Regions from separate parts of the Cricetulus griseus genome. Here region 2 is linked to region 1. A link is a contact called in public Hi-C data. All regions are on one chromosome and are shown on one strand. Each heading gives the region's core, a stretch centred on a gene start, on an enhancer-like site or on the middle of the called end of the contact. The rest is flanking DNA. Distances are from core to core; before and after follow the strand shown. Region 1 has its middle 70 kb from the start of Trnav-uac. Region 2 holds the start of Hsph1 (heat shock protein family H (Hsp110) member 1).

Region 1 (4,257 bases), core at 1,102-3,601:
GGATACTCTTCCCAATTTAGACAGGACAGGAGGGAATGGAGCAGGCATAGAATTGCAACTGGCTTCCCTTCCCAGTCTCACTCAGATGCTGTCCCTCTCTGCTTCTTGAAATGTTTCCATGCAGTGATTTTTCGTAGGAGAGATCACAGAAGGGGTCATTTAATCCTATAGAGATCTACAACCCAAGGTCCACATGCTGGAAGAGGGGACAAGCAATGTGTTGCCCCACTCTCGGGGGTACCGTTCATACAGACTAGTTCAGGAAAGATGTCTCGAATTTGTGCCACACAGCCTCCAGGCTGGAATTCCCCAAATGGAAGCTGGCAGAGACTTCGTGGCGGAGGAAAGCCTCTCTGTGACCATGGTGTCCAGTGGTGGCCAGCTCCTGTGAGTGGAGGTCCCTGCCTCTGCCTCTGCCTCTGCCTCTGCCTCTGCCTCTGCTTGGATGCTTTCCTGGGTATGGTCAGGCCTATTTATTGCCTTCCTGCACAAGCTGAAGAGGAAAGCCAGGACAGGTCCAGGCATCACTCTCGGCTCATTAGAATGCAAGTTCATTGCTGAAAATGCAAATGACCCATTTCACCTTATCCTTCTGACAGACGCGCTGGGAGCGATGACTGGTTGCTCCTTACCTGTCACCACTGCAGCTCTGATCATTGTGTGAAGCGCCTGCCACACTTCAGGTGCATAGATAGTAGCCGGCACAAACGCCCTCCTGCTTGAGACACAATCATCCACTGCCCCCTAGTGGACTCCATGTGAATGACATGATAGGCACCCAGTGTGTGTATTGGTTTAGGATCTAAGCAAATCCGAGTGGCGTTTTATTTTAAGAATGGCTTGCAGCTTCTGTTGATTTCATCTCTGCTGCTCATATCTGTGCTTCTTAATTAACAGCTCAGAGATGGAATAAAATGTCAGTCACGGTGACTTTGTGGAGCTGTATTTGAATGTTGAAAAGTCGTGGCATTTTCCAACCATATTAAGACCTCTTTTGATGATCATTTCAAAAACAATTTTTTTTCCTTAGTCTGGGAAAGGGTTTAAAATGAATGTAGTGCTAAATATCTCAGGTTGGCATTTCGCTAAGCTTCGGGGTTATGTGAAAGAGAAACAAGATTATTTGTAGGACAGAAGCACTAACTGTGCCTACTTTGTCATCTAATCTGTCTCCTAACCCTGCTCTGGCAGATTTCGGAGGCTTCACAATTTGCATAGTTCTTTATTATCCTGTATCCATGGCACCAGGGACCCAGTCATACTTAGCATAAGGGAAGCCACATTTGTGACTGGGGACCTTGTTTATCACTATGCTTGTGAAGGCTGTCCCATGAGTGACTGTCCTTGAGATGTCTGCAGCTTGAGCTAAGATTCATGATGCCTTAAAAGATGGCTTTCCAGCAGTTCTCTGGTGTGTCACGGGACGCTTAATAAGGGATCCACTTATTCTTTAAAGACTTAATTTGCTACTTTTAATTATGTGTGTCTCTGTGAGAGCATGGACACATGAGTGCAGGTATCCACAGAGGCCAGAAGAGGGCATCAGATCCCCTGGAGTTGGAGTTACAGGTGGTTGTGAGCTGCCTAGTGTGGGTGCTGGGAACTGAACTTGGATCCTCTGGAAAAGGCAATATGCTGAAGAATTCCATCAATCCAGATCAAACTGGGGGTGAAACCAGTCAGGAAGGGTTTTGGATTTTTTGGGGGGATGGTGTCCATTGTTGCCCACTTAATCACTGAGCCATCTCTCCAGTCCTGAAATCTACTTCTTATTACATTTTTATTAATCTTGAGTGTGTGTGTGTGTGTGTGTGTGTGTGTACAATTGACAGAGGTCAGTTTTCTCCTTCCACCATATGGGGCACAGGGATCAAAATTCAGGCTGTCAGGCTCGTGGCAAGTGCCTTTGCATGACGAGCCAGCTCACCAGCCCTAAACCAATGGCAGTACTTCAGCAAGGGTGCTTTGTGAGCATCATCCCTCAGTTAGTGTTTGGGGATTTGTGACCTTGTTGAAGAACCTGGCCACAGAATAGTCAGGAAAAGCATGGTATCTGAAGAGATTGTGCATGGTCAGGTGATATGACCACAGATCACGATCTCTGGGTGACAGTCAGGGAATCATGCTGTCCCCCTCCCCAACAGCTCTGTCCAGTGCCCTTGTTCACATCAGGCTGACTGCGGGTCAGTGAGCTCCACGATAGGAAAACTTCTAAGAGAAGTGACCGTCAGTGAGAAAGTGTTCATGTGTACACAGGAAACAATTCAATCGACAAAATTTTCCACCCAGTGTAGATCTGAAGCCACAGTCCACAGGGTGCTTCGGGTTTCTTCCTCAGCAAACTGTAGTTTTCCCCAGCATGCCACAGAAGCTTCTACCGATGACTCATCATGTTAAACTTTTCCTCTTGAGTCAGAAATGAACTAATGCCGAGGCGCAGTGCGGAGGGGAAAGCTGCTGTCTGGCCAGTGGGTTCTGTCATGGGGTGGGGCTGGACTGCCCAGCAACTAAATAGAAATTCCAGGGGCTGCTGAAGAACTCCATCAATCCACATCAAACTTTCGTGGGGGTGAAACCAGTCAGAAAGGGTTTTTTTGCTTTTATTTTTTTTGTCCCTATTGTTGCCCATTATATTACAGTGGGGCCAATGCCCCTTTGCCGTCTCCAAATGACCCGATTTCAATGAGTCAATGTGTTCCATAGACCCTAAGGTCCCAGGGCTGAATAATTACCATCATTAGCAGAGTCCTCAAGCTGAGATAAAATTTAGTGGGAGGAAGGTACAGCAGAGAGAGGCTGTGGTTTGAAAATTAAGATTTTCCTTAAATCTTATATTAAATCTACATTAAAATTAAGATGAATATTTCTGCCTATCTTGGCTATTTATAAACTGACCTAGAGGGTCTGGGGTGTACCTCAATGCTAGAATGCTTGCCTAGCATGTTCAAGGTCCTGGGTTCAGTCCCCAGTACTGGGGAGAGGAGGGTGACGACAAAACCTAGGTAAGTGATTTTTAAGCCATTTAAAATAATTCATATTTAAAATGATGGCATAGGACACACTAGCATTTCTGCTTCTTAGCCTCTACTACAGCTTCATCTGGTACTAAGAATTCCAGAGACCTGGTGGTGTGTGAAGTGACATGGTAGGCACAGAGAAACCCTGTTCTGAGCTGGCTGTCATCTGGGTAAGAAGCAGCTGTCCTGTGGCATCCCAAGCTCCATGCCAGGGTTCCCACTCCTGCTGCCTCAAGGGCCACACCAGGAGGGTTTTATGTAAGGGTTTTGAAGCCGCTGCAGCCACTGCAATGGCTGTAACCTGGCCTTTCATGTTTCAGTCCCCACAAATGCATGATTGAAGAGAGGATTCATCCAAGCCTGTGTCACACTGGCCATCTGGAAAATCGCCAGCCACTCGTTTAGCAAATCACTTTGTTTAAAGGCGGCTCTGTGTCGCAGTATTTATGCTATCAGGATGGATGGCATAATTCCTCCGCCTTGGTTTGTCTGTGTTGCTCCTCTTCATCTGCCTAGCAACTTAAAGGGCCGTTAATGCGTGACAAGGCACTTGACCCACATGATTTCCAAGCCAAGGGAGAGCATTCGTCTTGTGCTGGATTGTCCTCTCCTCCAAAGCAAGGGCACATCGCCCGCACTCTCTGTCTTAATGAAGCCTGCCTTTATTAAGGATCCCATTAAGCTCCACAGGGCCCAGCCATCCAGCACTGTAAATATTACCCTGCAGAAATGCACCCAGGGACCTGATGGAGGGGTGGGGGGGGTGTGCTGGCTCCACAGAGAAGGGGGCCTCAGCTCTCTGCAGAGGGAAGGCTGTTGGTTGACAGCTGGTGCCTCTCTGTTTGGGAAGATCAGTTAGAATCATTAGCAGGTAATGTCACAAGGCCCCTGGGGTGGTTGGAAGAAGAGCTGGAAGCAACATGACTTCAGAATAGCAATGAGTTCTCAAGGGTCTGATCTGATCTGGGTTTTCCTTTTCCAAAAGAGGAAAGAGAAGGAAGGAGCCCATGGAGGCTGAGCCCACTTCTTGTCAGAAGGTCGCCGGTCACTTTGTCCTGATATGGATTATCAACTGTCATTTACCAGGACCAATGATCTCAGTGACTGTTGCTTCCATAAATTGCTCTTCTGAGGTCATGTTATTATTAAGCCTGGAAGCCAGAAGCTCAAATCTGTGAGCCTGTGTGTCCAAGATGTATTATGTGCTCAGGGCTTAACTAGGCCCATGGGGGCGGGGTGT
Region 2 (4,693 bases), core at 712-3,211, 93 kb after region 1:
TAAATGTCACCGCCACTTCTTATTTTTGTCCTGATCTACCACCTGCTCTAGAATTTAAAAGGTTTTATGTAACTTGAAGAGGTCTATGGTATTGCCTGTGGGGTTTAAAGCATACAGACGAGGCTCCCATCTGGAAGATTCTACTAAAGAAGGTCAAATAAGAAGACAACATAGAACCGAAGTCACTGCAGACTGAAGTATAAATGCTCAGGTAAAGGAGTGACCAATTCGTCACATTAGACACACTTTGACCAGATGAAGAGTGACAGGCACTTTCCTCAGCCATGGGAAGGGAATGCATAGTAACAGAACAGAGACAAGATGGAGAGGTCTTGTGAGGAGGAGGCGGTGATTAAGGTTTTGGATTAGAGGCGTAATCTACTGTGCATTACTAATCCAAACCTAATCTAATTTTGGTTCAGTCACTCCTACGTGGGTAAATGGGATGAGTAAAACGGGACTATACCGAGGACATTTAAATTTGCTGTAACCGAATCATCTTGGAGCTTGAGGTCTTAGCGGGTACTAAATGTCACCCTAAAAGCCAGGAATCCTCAAGCAAAGGCTGGACCTTTTAAGGTGCAGTCTACAAATCCTGTGATTCCGAGCTGAGAGATTAGACACTTGATCTTCTCATTTTCCAAGTCAATTAACTGACTGTAACAGGAATCAATAGCCAATTCAGTCGTTAACCCTGTGCTTTAACAGTAATACATCACTCGAAAATTCTGGTCAACACACCAACTCAAGCATCTCCGCCGCCTTCCTCTGAGCCGATTTAAAACAAAACAAAACAAAACAAAAACAAAAACAAAAAATAACAGAGAATAAAGAAGCACAGAAGCACCCTGAGCATAGAGAAGCACGGAAGGCTGGCATCTTTCCTACTAACCACCAAAGAACCGACCATCATGGCTTTGTAAAGAGGTAGACAGGAGCAGTTGCATTGCTCAGATAAGTTACCAGCAAAGCTTATTTCCTACTCTCTCTCATAAATGCTCCTCTACACATAAGTAACCTAAGGTTAGAATGATTTTACCTTCAGGTTCCATGTTTAATAATCTTTAACTCTGCACATGAAAAAAAAATAAAGACCTACAATAATTGCCTATAAAAGCAAGCAGCTGCTGTCATTGGCTGCACATGCAGGCCTACTTGCCTGTGTAACCTTCAGAAACTAACCCCCTCAAAAAGTTGCTTTTTTACCATGCTTCCGTTTGCCCACCCACGGTGCTGCATACTATTTAATTCTTAGACAAAAAAAAAAAAAAAAAATCCATCTTTCCCACAGAGTGCTTCCACAGCGGCGTGTTAGCAACAACAATATGAAATTTGTAGTGCTTATTCTAAACTGTGCAAAATAAACAATCGGTCTGGAAACTCATGAACGGCTTTCACGCCGAGCCTTTTAAAAAGGACTCTTCCAAAAAGCGATTCAGGGCACTAGGGCAACATTAGCAAACCGAGAGCAGATGAAAAGCAGAGGCGGTGGATTCCTCTACCATAGAGTGTTTCCGTGGTCGCTAACAACAGTCCACCCGCTCCCTAGGCAAGCAGCAGCGCGCACAGGCTCTGGAACCTTCTAGGTCATTTGGAGATTCACCATGCGGAAGAAAAGGCTCAGCAGCTTAGGCTCAGTGGAGATCCCTGCTGGGGTGCGAGCCGGTGCCAGGTTGAAGAAGCTGGGTGGGGGGCGGGAGGCGACCCGGGAAGGCCAATTCAGGCCAGGTGGTCTCCCGGTGTCACGGTTCTCGGAATCCCCGGGGCACCATCTCCCACGAGAAGCGGCGAGCTCGAGCCCTCCCCGGCCTCCCGGGCTCCTACTTACGGGGTGCAGCGGTCGCTGAACTCGTTGGCGATGGTCTCGATGCCCCCGGCCCGCGCCACCGCGATGTAGCAGCTCTGCGAGCCCACGTCTAGTCCCACCACCGACATGGCCGGTCCCGTCCGTCAGCCTCCGCCTCGGGTCCGCTGCGTGCGCCTCCTGCTCCCGACCGGCCGGGAAGATGCCTCAGGCTTACGCCGCGAGACTGCGCTCAGTCTCTGCCGCCGCCGCCGCTCGCTGCTCGCTGCTCGCCCTCTCGCACGCAGCCGCCGCCGCCGCCGCTGCGCCGCTCAGCTACCAATCCAAAAGGGGAGGTCCCAATCGCTCAGCCTTATGTAGCCTACTGAGGAGAACTTTCCAGAATCTGCGGCATTTACTCACCGGCGCCTCCACCGGCCCCTCCACGTGCCACTTCCGCTTCCTTCTTCTCGAGCCTTCGAGAAAGATTCTACCCAATGGACCGCTGGTCGCCCCGCGGGCGGCCCGCGTTGCCATAGTGACAGGGCAGCCGCTCGGATGCCATTGGCTACAGCAGATCGGGCTTGCTCGGCCTCCATCCCGCCCTCCCCATCCGGGGGACAGTTTGCGCTCCTGTTGACACCGGTGATAAATGACGGGCTGGAAACCCCTGCCGCTCTTGAGATGACCCCGGGCGGCAGCGTCTGGTTCCAGACACCGAAGAACTACTGAACGGGCGGAGCAGTGGAACAGTGGAACCCACTGCTCCAAGACCCCAGGCCTCTCGGGCCACCGACTTGCTGTCGGCAGAGAGCATGCCGGGAAACGTAGTTTGGCCGGGAGACCCGAGCGCCTTGCATGCTGGGGAGTGCAGTCCAGCGGAGAGGCCTGGGCGCTTTGCATGCTGGGATATGTAGTCTGGGCCGCGGTGCATGCCGGGACCCGGCTTTGTCTTGCGGGCTCAGAAGAGGAGGCCCAGCTGGTGGCTGCCTATTCGCGCGCTTTCTTTGGCATTGCCTTTGTACTCTGTTCCGCTCTTGTCTGTTATTTCGACAACTGATCAATTCCGATTTCGGAACGTCAGTTGTATGCCGCGAATAGGTAGTACGGTTTGTTGGCAAGATTCTTGCAGAATAAAACACCAGAGGTGGTGGTGGTGGTGGTGGTGCTGCTGCTGCTTCGAGCACCTTTTGGTTTCTATGCAATTTGGAAGGCTGCTGGGTAGTGTCACTTTTAGCTTATTTTGGGTACTAGTTTATGTCGACTGAGTTTAACCCTGACACTCCTAACCATTAATATAAATCAATGTGGTTTCTTACTTGTTTAATATAAGCTTTCGTTTTCTTTCCTTGGAAAGTGAGTTTTAGTTCTATAAAGAGACGCAGGAAGGCGAGGGGGGTGCCGCTTGCTCTTACTTTCAGTTCTTATGTATCGTTTACGTAAACACTTAAAAGTTTGCCTGAGAACCCCCATAACCTCTAGGATATGGAAATAAGCGCAGTTCAAACGCATGCTGCTAAGCAAGTGTGTAATTGAGTAAAGAGTTGGGACCCAAGGTTAAAAAACTTCTCCAGCAAGACAAGTGCGGTTGGTTAAATCGGGGGCTTATACACAAATTAGAGTAAATTGTATATGCTTGTGGTGTTGGTTAGCCTTGCCACTTTAGTTATTTCACCTGCTGCACGTAACTACCATATTTAAAATGGGAGAAGTTATCTCGGGGCGGCTGCATATTTTAATTTGACATCTGTTTAATGTAATCATTTTTGTTAGGAATCTCTTGTCTGAAACTTCCATGACCCCAACTTTTTTTAGTGTATGAAAACTTTTATTAAAATCGGCAGAATCATAGCTATTTTTAACAAAGAGGAACTATAAATTATTTGATCTACCTCCCACACTTCATATGAGAAACTGCAGAACTAAGTGGACCTGGACAGATCTGGGTCAGGTTCAAATCTTAGCACTCACTGCGGATACGCATTACATAAAATACAGCACCCAAATTTGGATTTCATGGGCTTGTGTTCTGGCTGTCTTTATTAATTTGTGAGCTGTGTGAACTCGTAATTACCAGCTCTTCTTGTGTACTCTCTCACAGGATTTTGTCATGATCAAAAACTTGCACAAAGCACTAACCGTATAATTATTATGTAATCGTGCTTAATGTCTGTAATCCTGGGCAAACCCGTAAAAATGCCAATAACACCCATTCTTGCTGGGAGTTTGGAAGGATTGGATGTAAATAAAACATCTAGTGTGCTAATGAGCATTCAGTAGATCACTGTAAGAAAAATTGCTGAAGCAAGTTTCAATGCCAGAACTGAAGTCTCAACTCCTATTGGTTGTGGGGGCTGAGATAAGCCATCTTCCTGTCTTCCCTTTAGCTAGCGAGACTTATCTGCTTCTGTACAGAACGAGACAAGTCACACGAGGCCAAAAGAAACCCTCTATTTGTTTTTTAAACACTTGTCACTTTCTGTTAGCCTCATTCTCTTTTACTTAAGTGTTCATTTATTTTTATTATTTTTAGTATGTTATTTCTCCTGCTATTTTTGCCATAGCTTTAGAAATCTTAGGTGGAAACTTAAATCAGATAAAAACAGACCCGGCTGGAGAGATGGCTCAGTGATTAAGAGCACTTGTTACTCTTGCAGAGGACTCTGATTTCAGTTCCCGGCTCCCACATGGCAGCTCCACAACCATTTGTAACTGCGGTTCCAGGAGATCTGACGCCCTCTTCTGGCCTCCACAGGTACTGCATGGGTGTAGTGCACATAAATCATACAGGCAAACACTCAAACACATAAAATCTTAGAACTTTTTTTTGTGAAGGCACGTTATCTTTTACTCTAGCAATGAGGATATAGGAAAAGTATACTAGAGATTTTTTTTTCTTTTTTCCTTCAT

Evidence for each region. A called contact is a pair of places that touch in the nucleus more often than the background predicts.
Region 2: a contact with region 1 is called in a Hi-C map of fibroblasts, with 2.2 times the contacts expected there. The contact joins the promoter of Hsph1 here to the enhancer-like site in region 1. A contact is called at or near these places in 2 of 8 Hi-C or Micro-C datasets (the CHO-K1 cell line and fibroblasts).

The regions. Positions count from the first base shown.
Region 1 is chr4:85,334,875-85,339,131 of CriGri-PICRH-1.0, forward strand. No RefSeq gene overlaps it. Among named protein-coding and RNA genes, the nearest start is that of Trnav-uac, 70 kb to the left of the region's middle. Within about 2 kb of position 2,352, at least 3 of the 6 cell types and tissues checked have open chromatin away from gene starts, as enhancers often do. A contact at or near this core is called in the CHO-K1 cell line and fibroblasts, where this site is marked.
Region 2 is chr4:85,427,861-85,432,553 of CriGri-PICRH-1.0, forward strand. Hsph1 (heat shock protein family H (Hsp110) member 1) reads right to left here and starts at 1,962. Exons shown (of 20, transcript NM_001246720.1): 1 at 1,829-1,962. The coding sequence starts at 1,935.